Linked DNA regions of Hordeum vulgare: region 1 is linked to region 2. The links are chromatin contacts, called in public Hi-C maps. All regions are on one chromosome and are shown on one strand. Each heading gives the region's core, a stretch centred on a gene start, on an enhancer-like site or on the middle of the called end of the contact. The rest is flanking DNA. Distances are from core to core; before and after follow the strand shown.

The links. Hi-C and Micro-C count contacts between places; a contact is called where the count stands out from the background.
Region 1: a contact with region 2 is called in a Hi-C map of seedling, with 4 times the contacts expected there. The contact joins the promoter of LOC123410314 here to the promoter of LOC123412692 in region 2. A contact is called at or near these places in 2 of 6 Hi-C or Micro-C datasets (leaf and seedling) and 1 of 1 datasets of contacts at active chromatin or transcription factors (embryo).

What each region holds. Positions count from the first base shown.
Region 1 is chr7H:521,361,530-521,365,275 of MorexV3_pseudomolecules_assembly, reverse strand. LOC123410314 (peroxidase P7-like) reads right to left here and starts at 1,789. Exons shown (of 4, transcript XM_045103244.1): 1 at 1,454-1,789; 2 at 1,160-1,351; 3 at 515-1,057. The coding sequence starts at 1,675.
Region 2 is chr7H:521,107,138-521,110,872 of MorexV3_pseudomolecules_assembly, reverse strand. It overlaps LOC123412692 (aspartate aminotransferase, mitochondrial-like), which reads right to left and starts at 1,797. Exons shown (of 10, transcript XM_045105634.1): 1 at 1,396-1,797; 2 at 1,145-1,230; 3 at 336-542; 4 at 29-134. The coding sequence starts at 1,782.

The sequences.
Region 1 (3,746 bases), core at 540-3,039, 250 kb before region 2:
GTTCGGGTTTTCACTTTTGACAAGCGTATCCTCCCAAATGCCTTTGATGTAGTATTACTTTTCCTCTCCTGTCTTAATCTCCTACGAGTACTATATACTGTGAAGGTGTTTGGTTCAGAAACTGTAATGTAAATGGTAATGAAATCAGAATACGTCAGTAAAGGAAACCGTTTTCGGAATAGGGTGGGCGGTATCGGCGGCGAGTAGCCATGTAATTGGATTACACGGAAACGGATTACAGCCCATGTGGTCCAAACACACGTAACGTTTTGAAGTTACGCTGTAATCAGGTTACGGGTCAAAATTCACGAACCAAACACCTCCTGTATGTTTCAGTCCGAAAAGTAGAATGCACTCCGCAATTCATTTTCCTGAAGAAGCACATAACTAACTACACAATCTGATTAAGATATAATACTCCTGCTCGCGTTAGCCGGTCACATAAATTGTGTGGGTGATGTTAATCAAGTTTGTGATCTTAGTCACAAACAGAAACAGGCAATCCTTAGTTAACCTTCCTGCAGTTCAACCTGACCTCCGTGGGCGTCCCGGCGGCCGGCAAGAGGCCACCCATCTTGACCATGGCCTTGGCGAAGTCGCCGGCGAATATCTTGCCATTACCGCTGTACTTCCTCACCAGGGAGTCCTGCGACCCGCCGTTGAAGAGCTCCTGGTCCGAGTGCAGCAGCCCGCGCCGCGCCACCAGGTTGGTGTAGTAGCCGTTGTCGAACGCGTCCGGCGTCCGGTCGTCGAACGGCGCGAGGTTGCCGTCCCCGCCGGCCTGCGGGCACGTCTGCCGCCGCGCCGCCGCGAAGGTGGCGTTGATGTTGGACTCCCCGTAGATGCGGCCGCGGAAGACGACGCAGCGCGCCCGCCCCACGGTGTGCGCGCCGGAGAGCGCCGTCATCTCGCGCGCCGAGAGCCCCTTGGCCGCGAACGCCGACACGAGCGACGCGGCGCTGGAGCCGGGCCCCGGGAGGTTCGCGTCGGCGGCGCTCTGGGTCGCCGTGCGCGAGTCCTTCCGGCCCAGCGGCACGTTCCAGCTCGGGCCCCTCAGCTGCATGCATGCCGTGCAGATCACCTCGCGTTAGCGACACACTGCGAGCTGAAAAGGTCAAGGTGCAGCACCGCCGGCGGACCGGGACGTGCAGTCACTCACCAGGTTGACGGCGTCGCGGGCTGCCAATGCGACGATGTCGGCGCAGGAGACGGTGGCCTTGCAGGCCGCCTCGACGCGCGCCTTGATGGCGTCGATCACCTCGTAGCCGCGCACGGAGTTGGCGTTCGCGCCGGCGTTCTTCTCGCCGGTGAAGGTCGGCGTGTCGTCCAGGAGGATCGACGCGTCACACCCCTGTGCGTGCATGTAAACAAACAGACGTGCGCACGCGTATTAATTCAAGCTCAGGGAGGTAGCCGGCGAGGCAGAGACGAGGAGAAAACGCGACGGACTCACGTTGACGAAGCAGTCGTGGAAGAAGAGCCGGATGATGGACGCGCCCATCCGCGGCTCCCCGGCGACGGCCGGCGCCATCACCGACCGCACGATGGCCTCCACGTTCGGGCACGTCCTGGCGTAAAACCTGGTGGAGAGCTTCGCGTGGCAAGGAAGGATCACACAGAGGAGAGCAGCAGCAACGACGTAGCTCCTGGCGCTGGCGGCGACCAAGAAACCCATCTCGGCCCTCTCAGCTCAGCTACTACGACAAAAACAGAGCACACGCAGTCGTAGAGCGGCTGCCTTCAGTAACGGATGTGGCAGAGAGAGACGGTAGATAACAGTGCACTTATAGCGGCTGCTGGTCGTGGTGATGGTCTGAGTTGTGTAGTGTACCAATCTGAACGCACGTAACGTGATTTGAGGCGCACTGGGTGATTGGCTGGTTGACGAGAATGCATGCATGGTGGCCTCTTGGAGAAATGGAGAGCTGGTTGCGTGTGTGCGCGGCGCACCACGGTGCGCGCGTGGTGTCCAGCACGGGCGATCGGGCGGCTATGGGGTAGGGTAGGGTAGGGTCGGTCCTCTCCTTTGGGGAACAAAGGCGGAGCGCGACCGGGGGCATCGTCGCTTTGCCCTCGCTTTCTTCCCGTCTTTGCGTGGTGTGCGGAGGTTCGGAACATGGTGAAAAGCGGCGCCTTGGCTCTGGATTTCAGCGGCTTTTGCTCTGAGAGCAGTACGTGGGTGAGTGAGTGCCTTCGGTTGAGAGCTGGTCTTTGCTTCGGCACTGAAATTTCTATAAGCCCGATTAGGATCGATGAACAAAGGAAAACTCTTACCATCAGTCGATGGATTCCACCAGACGCGTGTCCTGTATTGGACAAAACCAATTCGGTGCTGATGCAGACGTCCTAAACTCCGGCGCCCTAAGTCTCCTTCTTGGTTTGGCCCCGAGCTCGAGCCCCATCCCTCGAAAAATTTTGCAGAGTTTCTGCAACAACGGTGTTGTTGCGATTGACGCGACGACACTAGTGCAAGTAGACGCAATGGCGAGTTTTCGCAACTTGATCTCTGTTTCAAAAAATTGAAACAAATATCTTTTGTTGCAAAAAGTTTTCTCCAGCCTGACCTACGTTGCAAAAGTTTTTTGCAGCCTGACCTACGTTGCAAAAGTTTCTGCAACACGATTCTTGTTGCGGAAAATATTCCATAACAAATTTTATTGCAAAAAAAATATACGAACGTTTCCGCAACATATTCTTTGTTGCAAAAAAATTTTTTGCAACATAATTTATGTTGCAAAAGATCCGTCAGTCACTTTTTAACCCGTCAGCCGGACGCGTAGCAGCGTGCATGTTTTTGCAACTGGAGCGTTGGTTCAGAATTTTATGTGATGGACGGAGACGACCGAGCTGATGATCAGACGGTACGCCCGTATACATCAGACGGCTAAAAGGATGGTGGATGATCTATAAATCCATCAATGGATGCCTAGCACTCCCATGAACAAATCTGTCCAGGCACTACTGATCACAGTAGTTACCTCTGGATACAAACGCACTTTCGATGGGCTGGGCACGCGTCTCCGCGAGCCGCGCGCTGGCCGCCACCCACGAAACGAGAGACCGTTTTTGCAAGTACGCTGTACGCGCATCCATGTGCCGGCCGCCCACCCTGTCTGTTGCGAGTGCTTCGCTGCTCCACAACTCGATATCGCACAAACCTGCTGCTGCCGCACCGCGCACCGGGGCAGGCAAACTTGTCGGCCCTCTTCGTCACTGTACGGCTTCGGTGCCTCAACTATTGTTGTGATTGCCTGATGGGGATGACCAGTTCTGGTATGCCCCAACTCGGTCGGGAACAACACTGCGTGACCGCATGTCTGAAGACATTTGCATGCAGGAACGCGGACACTGGGTAGCAACGATAGCAACTGCCAGGATGATTTCTCAACAAGTTGGCTCCACCTCATGCGCTCTGAATCGCTACTACGTACGTATTTGGGACAGACTGAGATCCCGTGCCCTGCCCTGTGCCCTGTGGCCCACGATCCACCATCCGCTCTCCATCCGACGGACTGCAGCGAGTCAACCTAAAATTGGACCAGTCCGCTCGATGGGGCTCCGCGAGGGCGAGTACGAGCCGCGCGTCGTGCATCGCGTGCGTAAGAAAGAGGAAGGATCGAGCGGACTGATCCAATTTTAGGTTGACTCGCTGCAGTTCGTCGAATGAGGAGCAGATGGTGGATCGTGAGCGTGCCCTGCCTTGAGCGGGACACGGGATCTCAATCACCCGACGCCCCTGCAAGCTC
Region 2 (3,735 bases), core at 548-3,047:
TAAAAATGTTCATCACTAACAAAAATACCTTGATATCATCCATCAGGCCTGCAAAGTCCAGTCCTCTTGATTCTGGATGGTAGTAGGCAAATGCACTTTGTGGTACCTGGGCATCCCTCCAAATGTTGTGATGGCTGAACAGGTTCATACAGTTAGCTATTGTCAGAGGGTGCCAACATTTGAAATTTTGCAATGCAAGTGCACTACGACTACGCTCAGTGTGGACTCTGAATTGTTTTTGGTAACCTACTGGAGACTTGTAACCAAAAATTTAGGTGTCATGCCACGGCATGCATGGATATGAGACAGTCAAAGTAGAATGGATCCTAACTCACTTTGACCATGTAGGAGTAGGAATGTAGATGTGTGAATCGGGCAAGAAGCGCTTCTGGAAATCTGCAAAGAGGCGACATGCACCAGTCCCCGAAAGAGCCTGCACTGCCGCGATCCTCTTGTCCTTGATGAACTCAGAATCCTCCCCGTATGCCAGCTTCAGCGATTCCTCAATCATCTTCACGCTTCCTCCCATCGGAAGGTACTCCCTGTTTCACAAATTTCGTCAGGAAAAGAATTTGAGAACTCATGATAATCGTTCGTTCATGCACTAAAATTGCATTCCATTACCATTGAACTCCAATTATTATTATTATTATTATTATTATTATTATTATTATTATTATTATTATTATTATTATTATTATTATTATTATTATTTATTTATTTTTAATTGCACAGCTGGAACTCAATAATCCCTTTTACAGGAAACCCCTCCAAAAAGAACTGTGAACTCTCAAGGTGCTGTGCACAAAAGCTAGATTGAAACTTCCAAATGCTGTATTAGACACGGCTGCCTGGAAGTGCGTTATGATCCTATCAATAATTTCTCGATAGCGAAATCGACAAATGTGCGTACTTATTGTCCAAGAAAAATCCACACAGTAGAATTGTCGAAGTATTATCACAAGACTGCAGGGCAATGCAGGCTTCATGCATCATGCATCATAAAGCTAAGCTTTCGTCCACGTCAATTCATCATCAATCAATTGCTCACTCCCCAGGACCAAGAGAACTGCACCCACAACCGCATTAAAGGAAAAGCAAGGGCCAAGAGAGACCAGAGGAAAGGCGGACAGCGAGATCTCACATGTTGGTGCTCCCGGCGATTCGCCGCTCCGCCTCGCGCACGCACTCCAGCACCACGGGCTTCCCGGCGTCGTCCCGGTACGCGCCCTGCGCGCGGCACAACAGGAAGAAGGCGTCACTCATCAGCCCCTACGATCGGCACCCACCCATTTCGGTCGCGGCACACCGCGAGAAACGCAGCTGTGGCAGGGCATGCGGGCCAAGAGAAGCAGAGAGAGAGAGAGAGAGAGAGAGGGAGAAAGAGACACGTACGACGCCGACGTTCACTTTGTCCGGCGAGGGGTCGGCGAGGAAGGCCTCGGTGACGCCGAGGATGGGGTCCTTGGGGGCCGGCTCCACGTGCCCGAACCACGACGCCATGGACCTCGCCGCGGGCAGGAGCGGCACGCGTCGGCGCTGCCGGACGGCCGCGGCGGCGCGAGACATCGCCATGCCGGTTGCTGCGCGCGCGCGGCGCGTGGCGAGGCTGCCGCTGCTGCTGGAGAAGAGAGGAGGTGGCTGGTGACCTGGGGTCCTGGGGAAGCGGCACCGGCGCTTTGCTGCGTGTTGCGTGTTGCGTGCCGCTATGTTGTTCTCTGCTGACTGCTGGGGCTTTGTGCTCTTGTGGGGTTTGTTGTGCCAGTACTTCAGTGATGTCATGTGCGGCTGCAAGTGGGGCCTCGATTGTAAGGGTGGGGGTTGCTCTGTTGGCTGGAACTCTCGCGAAGCCGAGTTTCCACGGCCTTCCGTTTTGTCACTTTTGCTTTGGCTTCACACACCTGCATGCAACTTCGTCATAAATTCAAAAATAAGACTAGACCTATTTCGTGTTGACGCTGCCCACCATACGCTAGGCCGCTAGGGTTTGGACTTCATGGAGCACTTGAACATCATCGCCGTCCGCTGGGCTTCCATGTCATTGACGTTGCATGCCTAGCAAAGCTGTCGCTCATCAATCCAGTTCAATTCTACGTGACAATGATCAGCCGGGTGGCGGCGCCACACCCAATTTCTAACTTGCTCCGATCGAGCCAGATGTAATATTGTTTATAGATTCATAATATTTTAGTGTCATTTTGATCACACAAACTAATCAATCAATTGTTAGTAGTTTGTGCATTTTGTTGGTTATCAGATCAGTTAACTGATTATGTATCTTTTTTTGTACTACTAGAATTGCATAGATCAGGAAGAGAAAGACACCGCCAAGCAAACTAATGTTGAAGATGGAAATCCAATCACAGAGATAGATGCCAAAACTTCTGCAGATACAATGGTCGGTAGATTACTGCAATTGGTCGTCTCTCTCTCTCTGTCTCAATTGCAAATATGGTGCGTTTTTAGCAATCAAACTAATCAAACGGCATCTTTGAAATAAAATGGGTGGCAGTTTTCTTCAATATTACATGGTGGTATACACTGGGAAGGAAATAGTTGTGAGGTTTAATGTTTATAAAATTATTGATTTGTTCGATCGGCCAGGTCGGGGTCAAAGATAGTTTAAACTAGTAAAAATGTAGCCTTGTTTAATGTTTAAAAAATATTCTTGTCCGTTTCAAAATAAATAAATTTCTTGTATGTGTTTGATATTAATTGCTATAATATTTAAGACTTGAAATTCTTTTGTGCCATGGTTCATGTGTTCCCATCCCTTCGCTCTTTCATGTTCAAATACTCGCTCCGTTCCTGTCTTCATGGACATTCATGGATAAGCTAAGAGACGACGGAGAGAAAAACAGTGTCCATTGTACTACTGCTTGCGTTCCTCCCTCTAGGGATGTAAATGGTAAATAAGTGACAACCACAAGTCCCATTTATTTAGTTTTTTTAGCTTCACAGTTTATTTTCCTTGGAAAAAAACAAAATTTTAAAATACTATATAATAAGTGGGTTTAAATGGGACCCACTTTTCATCCCTACCTCCCTCTCTGCTTCTACGCCGCATGCCCTCATGCAGCTAGTTGCCCTGCTGGCCAACTCACGCCATGGTCGCGCTACTGGCTGCTCCATGAAAACCGCAGCCCACTATTGTCCGAGCTCAGATGTTCCCTGCACACTCATATTCCCTCAGTTGCTAAATATAAGTCTTTTAAGATATTTTACTAAAGATCTACATACGAAATAAAATAAATAAATTTATATTTTAAAATATATCTATATACATTCATATGTAATTCATTAGTGGAACCAATAGAAAGACTTATACCACAGCCACGTATGTGTGTTGTGCCGCCACTTGGCACTACAGCCACCGCCATGCCGCTACCGTGCTGACCGCTGCTCATCCCGCACGCACTGCTTGGGACCGCGGTCAACATGAATGACGGCACGACGTGCCCCATGCGCTCCACCCTGAAGCGCTCGCCGGAACCCATGCGTATCGCCGTTGGCCAAGTACTTGTAAACGGTCAAGCATAAACTAGGAATACACGTGTTTGCAACTTCTAGCTAACGATTAGCTAGCTAACCAAACATGTCACAGTATTCTAGATACTTCAAAATACTCTGTTCCGCCAAAACCATGGTATCTTATGCATACATGCTAAAATACTGTAGTTTTGTATGACCATGTTTTCTGCAATACTTCGCTACCAAACATAGCCTAAGAGTTTT